2 separate regions of the Rattus norvegicus genome follow, and region 2 is linked to region 1. The links are chromatin contacts, called in public Hi-C maps. All regions are on one chromosome and are shown on one strand. Each heading gives the region's core, a stretch centred on a gene start, on an enhancer-like site or on the middle of the called end of the contact. The rest is flanking DNA. Distances are from core to core; before and after follow the strand shown.

The links. A called contact is a pair of places that touch in the nucleus more often than the background predicts.
Region 2: a contact with region 1 is called in a Hi-C map of hepatocytes, with 2.6 times the contacts expected there. The contact joins the promoter of Nol3 here to the promoter of Ces4a in region 1. A contact is called at or near these places in 3 of 12 Hi-C or Micro-C datasets (hepatocytes, kidney and mammary epithelial cells).

The regions. Positions count from the first base shown.
Region 1 is chr19:49,919,466-49,923,566 of GRCr8, forward strand. It overlaps Ces4a (carboxylesterase 4A), which reads left to right and starts at 2,179. Exons shown (of 14, transcript NM_001106176.1): 1 at 2,179-2,409. The coding sequence starts at 2,331.
Region 2 is chr19:50,064,753-50,068,853 of GRCr8, forward strand. It overlaps Nol3 (nucleolar protein 3), which reads left to right and starts at 1,741. Exons shown (of 2, transcript NM_053516.3): 1 at 1,741-2,120; 2 at 2,256-3,408. The coding sequence starts at 1,826. The coding sequence ends at 2,626. It also overlaps a transcript of Hsf4 not described here and a transcript of Matcap1 not described here.

The sequences.
Region 1 (4,101 bases), core at 929-3,428:
TTTACTTGGGCCAAATGAAGCAGCACTCGCCTGTAATCCTAGCACTGAGGAAACTGGGACTGGAAGATAAAGACCACATCTTTCAAAAGAACAATAATCCGCTTAGTCATCCTTACTGCAATCTTAGATTCTTAGTGCCCTTCTTGTATGGATTTTCCAGTGATTTACCCAAGGTCACACAGCAACAGAGCTGGGGTTCAAACCCAAGCAGCCTAGCTCACAACCACCACACTAAGACGGCTAACGCTGCAGAAGCTTATGAAACTCGTTATTGCCAACCCTGGATCACGCCCTTGCTGTAGCTGTCCTGTTTCTTCTTGCTTCCTTTCCAGTAGCGTTGGAGTAAGGCTGTTGTCAACAAGGCTTTATGAGACTCAACCTGTCAACAAGTCTTTGTGTATTTTGGATAGTCTCTCAGATCAAATTTCTCAAAGGACATAGGCCATTTCCGGGCTCTTGCTCCATGTCGTACAACTTGAGGAGACATTGTGTCATTACCTTGCTTGCTATCAGATGGGATACCTACTTAGCCAACAGTGAGGGTGTGGTAGGGAGGAGATGCTTCCACGGCCTCTGAGACCCAAGTCATGGAAGATGAACCACACATCAGCACATGGAATTTGCTAGAAAATTGTCTGGGAGTGTGAACATAATTCCCAGACCCCTTGGCCATCTGAGGCTGGAAAGGGCATGAGGAGATTGTACTGGGTAGAAATTGGGAGTTGGTGCCTTGCTGTGAATCCCTCTTCTTCCCACCCACCCTCACTCTGTGTATATGGGCTTATGTGTGTCTGTATGTGTAATGTGTGCACATGCATGCTCATGTTTACATGAGTGTGTGTGAGTATGTACTATGGTGCATATTTAGAGGTCAGAGAGCATCCTCGGGTGTCAGTCTTCACCTTAAACCTTGTTTAAGAGGGGCTCCTCGTGTTGGCTTTTTCTGCTGTGTACACCTTCTGAGCTGGCTCATGAGCTACCCGGATTCTCCTGTTTCTGCCTCACATCTTACTGTCGTAGCACTGGGAGCATAGATGCATGCTACCACACCCAGCTTTACATGGATTCTGGGAATGTAAACTCAGATACCCATGCTTGTGTGGCAAGTACTTTACCTACTGAATCATCTCTCCCAGCTTCCCATGGGAATCATTCTTAAAGGAATATAAGACTGAACAACAGTGCCCACTATGGAGGGGCTTGTCCAGCCCAGAGCCTGATACCAGCGAATGGGACACTGTAGCCTAATATTGTGGATGGAGAACAGACTACAGGGAAATTGGCTATATCCAACCATACCAGATGGTTCCCACGTTGACCTTGTTGACCTTGACCCTGTCTGAGGCCTGCCTTAGTGGAGTATGGAGCACATTCGATGATGATTAGGCAGTGAACATCATATTCCGGAGGAGAGAGGAGAAGCCACAGGAATGGGAAGTGTGGGTAAGGATCTCAATAAAGGACATTTCTGAGAACTCAATGAAAGGACCTTGAGAAAATGGTACATGACAATGACTTGCTGGACCTACAGAGCTGGACACCAGAGGTCAGTAAGAAAGACGTGCCCTTACCTTCTACCCTCCCAGTGCAGAAACCCCCAGATACCCATTTCCCAAAGGTATTCCAAGCTCTAGGACTCCCACCTGACCTGTTAATAAAAATGAACCCATCTCTTCCCATCCAGCCCCACACTTGCTACCTCAAGCATCAGGCCCGATCTCCCTTTTCTGGTTGATTCCACAAAGGTCAACCTTTATTCCAGGGAATCTTCCCTCACTCAGCTACCCTGGTCTCAGTGATTGAGCCTCCTCATGGTTGCCTTTAGGTCTTTACTCCAGCTGGAATGTGAGAATGGGAATAGTCTCCACAATGACTTTCTGTTCCTGACACTGTCTGACCCTCTATGACAATCCTGTCTGAGAAACCCCAGGCAGAGGAACACACACAAGAGCCTGCACAAAGCAAGGGCAGTCAGGGAGGCCCAGGGCTCTTAAACCCACAGGGAGCGCACCTGAGGGCTCCGGTCTTCTCCTGATCAATGGGTGAAGCCTAACTTGTACTAGCCAAACTTGTAAGCCATTGCCAAATGAGCAAACTGGGCAGGGATTGCAGGCAAGCCAGTTTGGTTGAAGAGTCAAAATCATATAGTGTGACCTGTCACCCCAAGGAGGAGGGACAAGGCTCCACAGCTGGGGAGAAGCTGGTCATAACTCCTCCAGCCCCAGCTGGGAATGATGGGAATCGAGAAGATAAAGGCAGAACTTTCTGGTGCTTGCACACGTACTCAGAGCTCCCTTCTGACCCCAGAAGCGTAGGCATCACCGCAGCCCATGGCAGAAGCTGGCTGGAGCATGAAGTGGACTCTGGACTTGAGCCTCACCCTGTGGCTGGTAGTCCAGACAGCCTTAGGTAAGATCTTCACCTCTGCTGGGGGTGCCAGTCCAAGCTCAGCCGCTTCTGAACAGCGGGCCTTAGACAAGGTCTAGGCAAGTGGAGGGCAGTGTTTCATAGCACTTGTGTGATACCAGCGAGAAGTCTGAGGAAGTCGTTTGTCCTTTCTGAATCCCAGGACTGCTCTGCAAAGTGAGCACTGTGTCTCCTTCCTCCTGGGATCAGTGAGGGACCTGAGAATATGACATGTCCCTGTCCCCCTTTCTAGCCTTTCCCCACTCCTTCCTGCCTTTTTTCTCCTAAGCAGGAATCCCACTTCTGCCTCCCTGTGCCCTATATGGCCTCATTATTATCTATACTTTCTTCTCAGTGTCCTTCTTTCTAAAATGAGTGTTACCCTCTGAACTGCGAAAACAACATGACACGTTAACAACTGTTTATTGAGGTATTAGATATACATACAGCAAGGTGTACATATCTGAATACACACACACAGATGTGTGTATGTATATACATACATATATATGTGTATATATATACATATATATATGACCAAAATCTAGAATACTGCCAGTATCCTATGTGCCATTCCTCAGTTAACACCTCCAAAGTAACCATGTTCTGGTCTCTATTGTAAATTTATTGTGCCTAAAAAAAAAATTACATGAGTTTTTTCTTTTGCTTTGTTTTTTTTTTTTAAAGATTGTATTCATTTATTATATATAAGTACACTGTAGCTGTCTTCAGATACACCAGAAGAGGGCATCAGATCACCTTACAGATGGTTGTGAGCCACCATGTGGTTGCTGGGAATTGAACTCAGGACCTCTGGAAGAGTAGTCGGGTGCTCTTAACTGCTGAGCCATCTCTCCAGCCCTTGCATTGTTTTTTTAAAAGATTTATTTATTTTTATATGAGTACACTGTAGCTGTCTTCAGACACACCAGAAGAGTGCATCAGATCTCATTACAATGGTTGTGACCCATCATGTCGTTGCTGAGAATTGGACTCAGGACCTTTGGAAGAGCAGTCAGTGCTCTTAACTGCTGAGCCATCTCTCCAGCCTGTGTTTTGTTTTGTTTTGTTTTGTTTTGTTTTGTTTTGTTTTGTTTTGTTTTGGAGAAGCTTTGATAAAACTGCTTTTAGCATTTTGTGGTATTACCTTCTTGTATATTTACACATAGCTGTGACATTAGCATTACACAATTTTATTTTTAAGATCTTTTAATTATACTTCTTGAGTGTGTATGTGTATGTGTGTGTGCATGAGTGCATGTGTGCTTGTGTATGTGTGTGCTAGTACATGTGTGTGTATGTGTGGAGGTCGGAGAACAAGTCTCAAGAGTCCATTTTTGCCCTCTAACCAAGTGGATCCCAGAGATCAAACCCAAATCATTAGGCTTACAACATGCACCATTGTCCTCTGAACCATCCTACTGGACCTACTGTTTTGCTGTTGTTGTTAATTTGTTTTTTTTATTTTACTTTTAAGTGTTTGCCTGCATGTGTATCTGAGTAAGGCTGTCATATAACCTGGAATGGGGCTTCCAGACAATCTCTGGATGAGCAGTCAGTGCTCTTAACCTCTGAGCCATCTCTCCAGCTCCCTGCCCTACAGTTTTATACGCTACTTATTTTTTCCACTTAAATTCTTATGGAGAGTAGTTTATAGCTTGGGTTTTTATTTACTTTGCTTAGCTCACAGATACG
Region 2 (4,101 bases), core at 491-2,990, 140 kb after region 1:
GAGAGTAGAGGGGAGAGACAAGGATCCCAGACCCAGGGAACAGCATTGGCAAAGGCTACAGTGTTAGGATCACAGTTCTCGCACGACTGAATAGTTGGATGGAAACAGCAAAGAACCTGGCTATCCAGAGTGGTGGGAGGGGATTAAAATAGCCAGACTAGGTAGCTTAGATTCTTTGATGAGTGAGTATCTGAGACACAGAGAGAGGGTGGCTGTCTAGGCCTGGCATTCAGCTAGACAAGGAACATTATAGTTTAGGCTAGGGCAAGTCAGATTCCAGTTCTACTGGGTTTCTCTGAGCCTGTCTCTTCACCCATAAAACTGGAACAACAAATTCTACCCTAGAGTTGTCAAAGTGAGGGGAGTTGGAGTGATGGAGTGAGGGGAGGGGTGGAGTGTGTGAGAAGTACTCAGATATTCATTGTCCCAGGAGGCAAGCTGCTGCTGGTGGGTTTAAGGAGCAGAACCCAATGGAAATTTATTACAAAGCGTCTGTCACATATGGGACATGAAGGGAGGTGGGGGCTGGGGGATGCAGAGTACCTGGTCTGCGCTTAGTGGCCTTAGGGAAGAATTGACATTTAGATATGAGGGGTGGAGACCCAAGGTGTGAAGTCCCCAGGAACAGTACAGTGTGAGTACTGAGATGTGGGGTGCATGAAGTATGTGTGTGTGGTTGGAGGGAGGTTATCACCCAATGGGATGGGAAGAAGGTAGGTAGAGCAGAGACGTTTTGGGTAGAGGAGACTGAGAAAGATGCTGTCTGAACAAAGATAAGGCAAAAGGAACGGCCAGGTTTCTTTTCTCCTTAATGTCAGGGCCCTTATTGGCCGGATTAGGACACCCAATCCAGTTGGCAGTAATCATAATAGGTAGGCAGTAGCTGGTAAAAGATAAGCAGGGGGTTGGGGATTTAGCTCAGTGGTAGAGGGCTTGCCTAGCAAACGCAAGGCCCTGGGTTCGGTCCCCAGCTCTGAAAAATAGAAAAAAGAAAAAAGATAAGCAGGGCAATTAATTTATACTTGGTTCCTACGGTTTGGTACAGGCAGCCCCTCAAAATGGATAATACATGGAGAGGAAGCTAAAAGCTTGGTAAGCAGTCCTTAGTGGCTTTTAAGAGCTGGACATTTCAAGGTCAAAAAGAGACCACTATAGGTCAAATAAGAGATGACTGTAAGTGGCTGCCGGGCCATCAGGGAAACAAGTGGGTCGTGGATGCCAGGAGGTCTGTCAAAAATGAAAATTCAGGAGTTCTGCTTAACCTGGAAGAATCCCGAGAGTATGTTGACAGTGGAGAGTGAAGGGACAAGGTTCTGGAATGCTGGGCAGGTGTTAGGTGAATGGAGCATGGGGTGCCTTGGCACTCCCGGTGCAGACCCGATTGTGTGAGCGATCAGGCAGCCTGCCCTGATTCAAGGTTTGCTTCCGGGTTCAGAAGGGAGGTATGAATCAATCCTAGGGTTTTCTGCCTATTTGGTTAAGGAATTGAGTTTTAAAAAAATAATTCAGTTGGATAAACTGGATCTCCACTGGTGGCCAACTGTGCAGGTGTCTGGGGCTTAGGAGGGAGGTCCTAGCTGGGGAGAACACTCAACTGACAGCTGGACTCTGCAAGAAGAACCTGAAGAATCAGGACAGAAGCAGCGAAGAGGCTGGAGGGTGAGTTCTGTGCCCCTGGTCTCTAAGTCTTGTGCTGAGGAACCATACAGACTCTGATGTGGAGATGAACTTAGATAACTCCTCAGAGAGGCCAGTGTAGGGGAACGCAAATTATTCCCCCACCCTACCCCCATCCACAGCTTCTCTCCTTCTTGATATAGCCCAAATGGGTAACATGCAGGAGCGCCCATCGGAGACCATTGACCGGGAACGGAAACGGCTGGTAGAAACATTGCAGGCTGACTCTGGGTTGCTGCTGGACGCGCTGGTGGCCCGGGGCGTCCTCACTGGGCCTGAGTATGAAGCCTTGGATGCGCTGCCTGATGCAGAGCGCAGGGTGCGCCGCCTACTGCTGTTGGTGCAGAGCAAGGGCGAGGCAGCCTGCCAGGAACTACTGCGCTGTGCCCAGCAAACTGTGAGCATGCCAGACCCGGCCTGGGATTGGCAGCACGTTGGGCCTGGTGAGCACCAGGAGGGTGGAGCCTTGATGAATTGAGGGGCGTGGATTAGGGGCGGGGCGAAGCAAAGGGTAAGGGAGAGCAGAGAATGTAGAGGTAACTAACCACAGAGGGGAGAACCACTTCCTTCCTTCCCAGGCTACCGGGACCGCAGCTATGACCCTCCATGCCCAGGCCACTGGACGCCAGAGGCACCCAGTTCAGGGACCACATGTCCTGGGCTGCCCAGAGCTTCAGAGGAAGAGGAGATCGGAGGTCCTGAGGACTCTGAGGCAGTACAGCCTCGAACACCAGAGGAGCCAGAACTAGAAGCTGAAGCTACTAAAGGGGATGAGCCAGACCTGGAACAAGAAATGGAACCAGAACCAGAGCCAGAGGTAGAACCGGAGCCAGAGCCGGAGCCGGAGCCGGAGCCGGAGCCGGAGCCGGAGCCGGAGCCGGAGCCGGAGCCAGAGGCAGAGCCTGACTTCCAAGAAGGGGATGAGTCTGAAGGTTGTGAGAACACCTAAACCCTAGCTTGCAGGCTTGTTAGAAATTGTGGACTGGGAAGTAGGGGTTGATCCCCACTCCACTGACCATCATTTTCATCTCTAGATTCTTGAAGGCCAGAATATCCTTACCTGTCCAAATCTGATTCAAGCTGGATAAGATCTGGAAACCTGCCAGAACTGGACCAAGTCAATGCAGCAAGACTCCATTTACTGCCAAATGAGTAAACTCGGGAGGGTTAGCCTGGACCTGATTCTTCACAACTCAGGCTCTTTACTCAAGAATGGTCTGAATCCCACTGACCTGAGCAGGCTTGTGTGAAAAATACCATCCCCCCCACCAACAGTATTCCACTCCCAAAGTAGCCCAAGCTGTATTTCTAGAGATCTTAGATTCAGGCCCCTAAATCAGACCCTCTTCCACTCCCTTTTTCCCCCCTCAGGGGCCATTTGGGAGCCCAAGTGGGCAACACTTCTACACCATGGAAACGACTAGACTTAAGAGTATCAAGCAAGTGAAGGTGGCTGGCTGTCCATCCACACACAGAGAGAAGTCTTGGAGCTCACAGTCTTGAAGGGGGGACCTGAGAGAAAACTGGAGTAGACAGAAGCCACACGCATCATTGTAACTGCTCTTTAATTGTCTGGCCTTCCTCTGAACTGGGAGCTCCGTGTGGGGTGTGGGGTCTAACCAGTCACAGACATACACAAGGAGCTCTGTACATTATCTACTAAGCAAATGAATAAAAACTTCCCAGCTGTGTTTCCAAGCTTTCACAGATGGAAAAATTAAATAAAAAGCCAGGGTTAAGTAAAAAGCATACTGTCCCAATCTCTCAGGGCTGAATCTGAAGTGAAAATGAAAGCCTTACCAGGGTCTGTACTTCTGGCCTGAATGGAAGATAACAAACCCTCGGGGCCTGCCCTGCAGGTTTGATTGTGGTCGCTCCTCGCCTGTACTGACCACTGCCAGAGACCAGCTATGAGGCTGTGGTCAAAGACAGGCACAACCAAGTCTAGTGTGGGGACTGTGGGTGGGGCCAGGTGCTGGACTCATAAGACCTGAAGTTCAGTGGGTCTGTGTGTGTGGTCAGAAAGGGGTCTAGGAACAAATGGTACTTTCCAAAGTGTCTTGCCCCTGCACAAGGAGCTGCTGCTTCCCAGCCCCACCTGGAGGCATGGAATAACACATGGAGGCAATTGTGGAACAATGTATGACCGGTGAGACAGACAAAATGCTGAACGGCAAAGCCCAGCCCAGCTGGGTCCTTCAGTGACAGACAGAACCCTATGCTCAGGCAAGTCACCTCAGAGAGGATCCCCACCCCCACCGGCCCCAGTGAGAGGTAGACAGTAAGAATGTTGAAGGAGCACCAATAGACCAGGTTTGGTTGGGGGAATGAAAGAGTGGTACCAGACACCCAGAGCCATCTCATGCAGGAACAATTTTCTATTCCCAAACCAACCCACATTTCTATTCACACTCAGCTCCCATC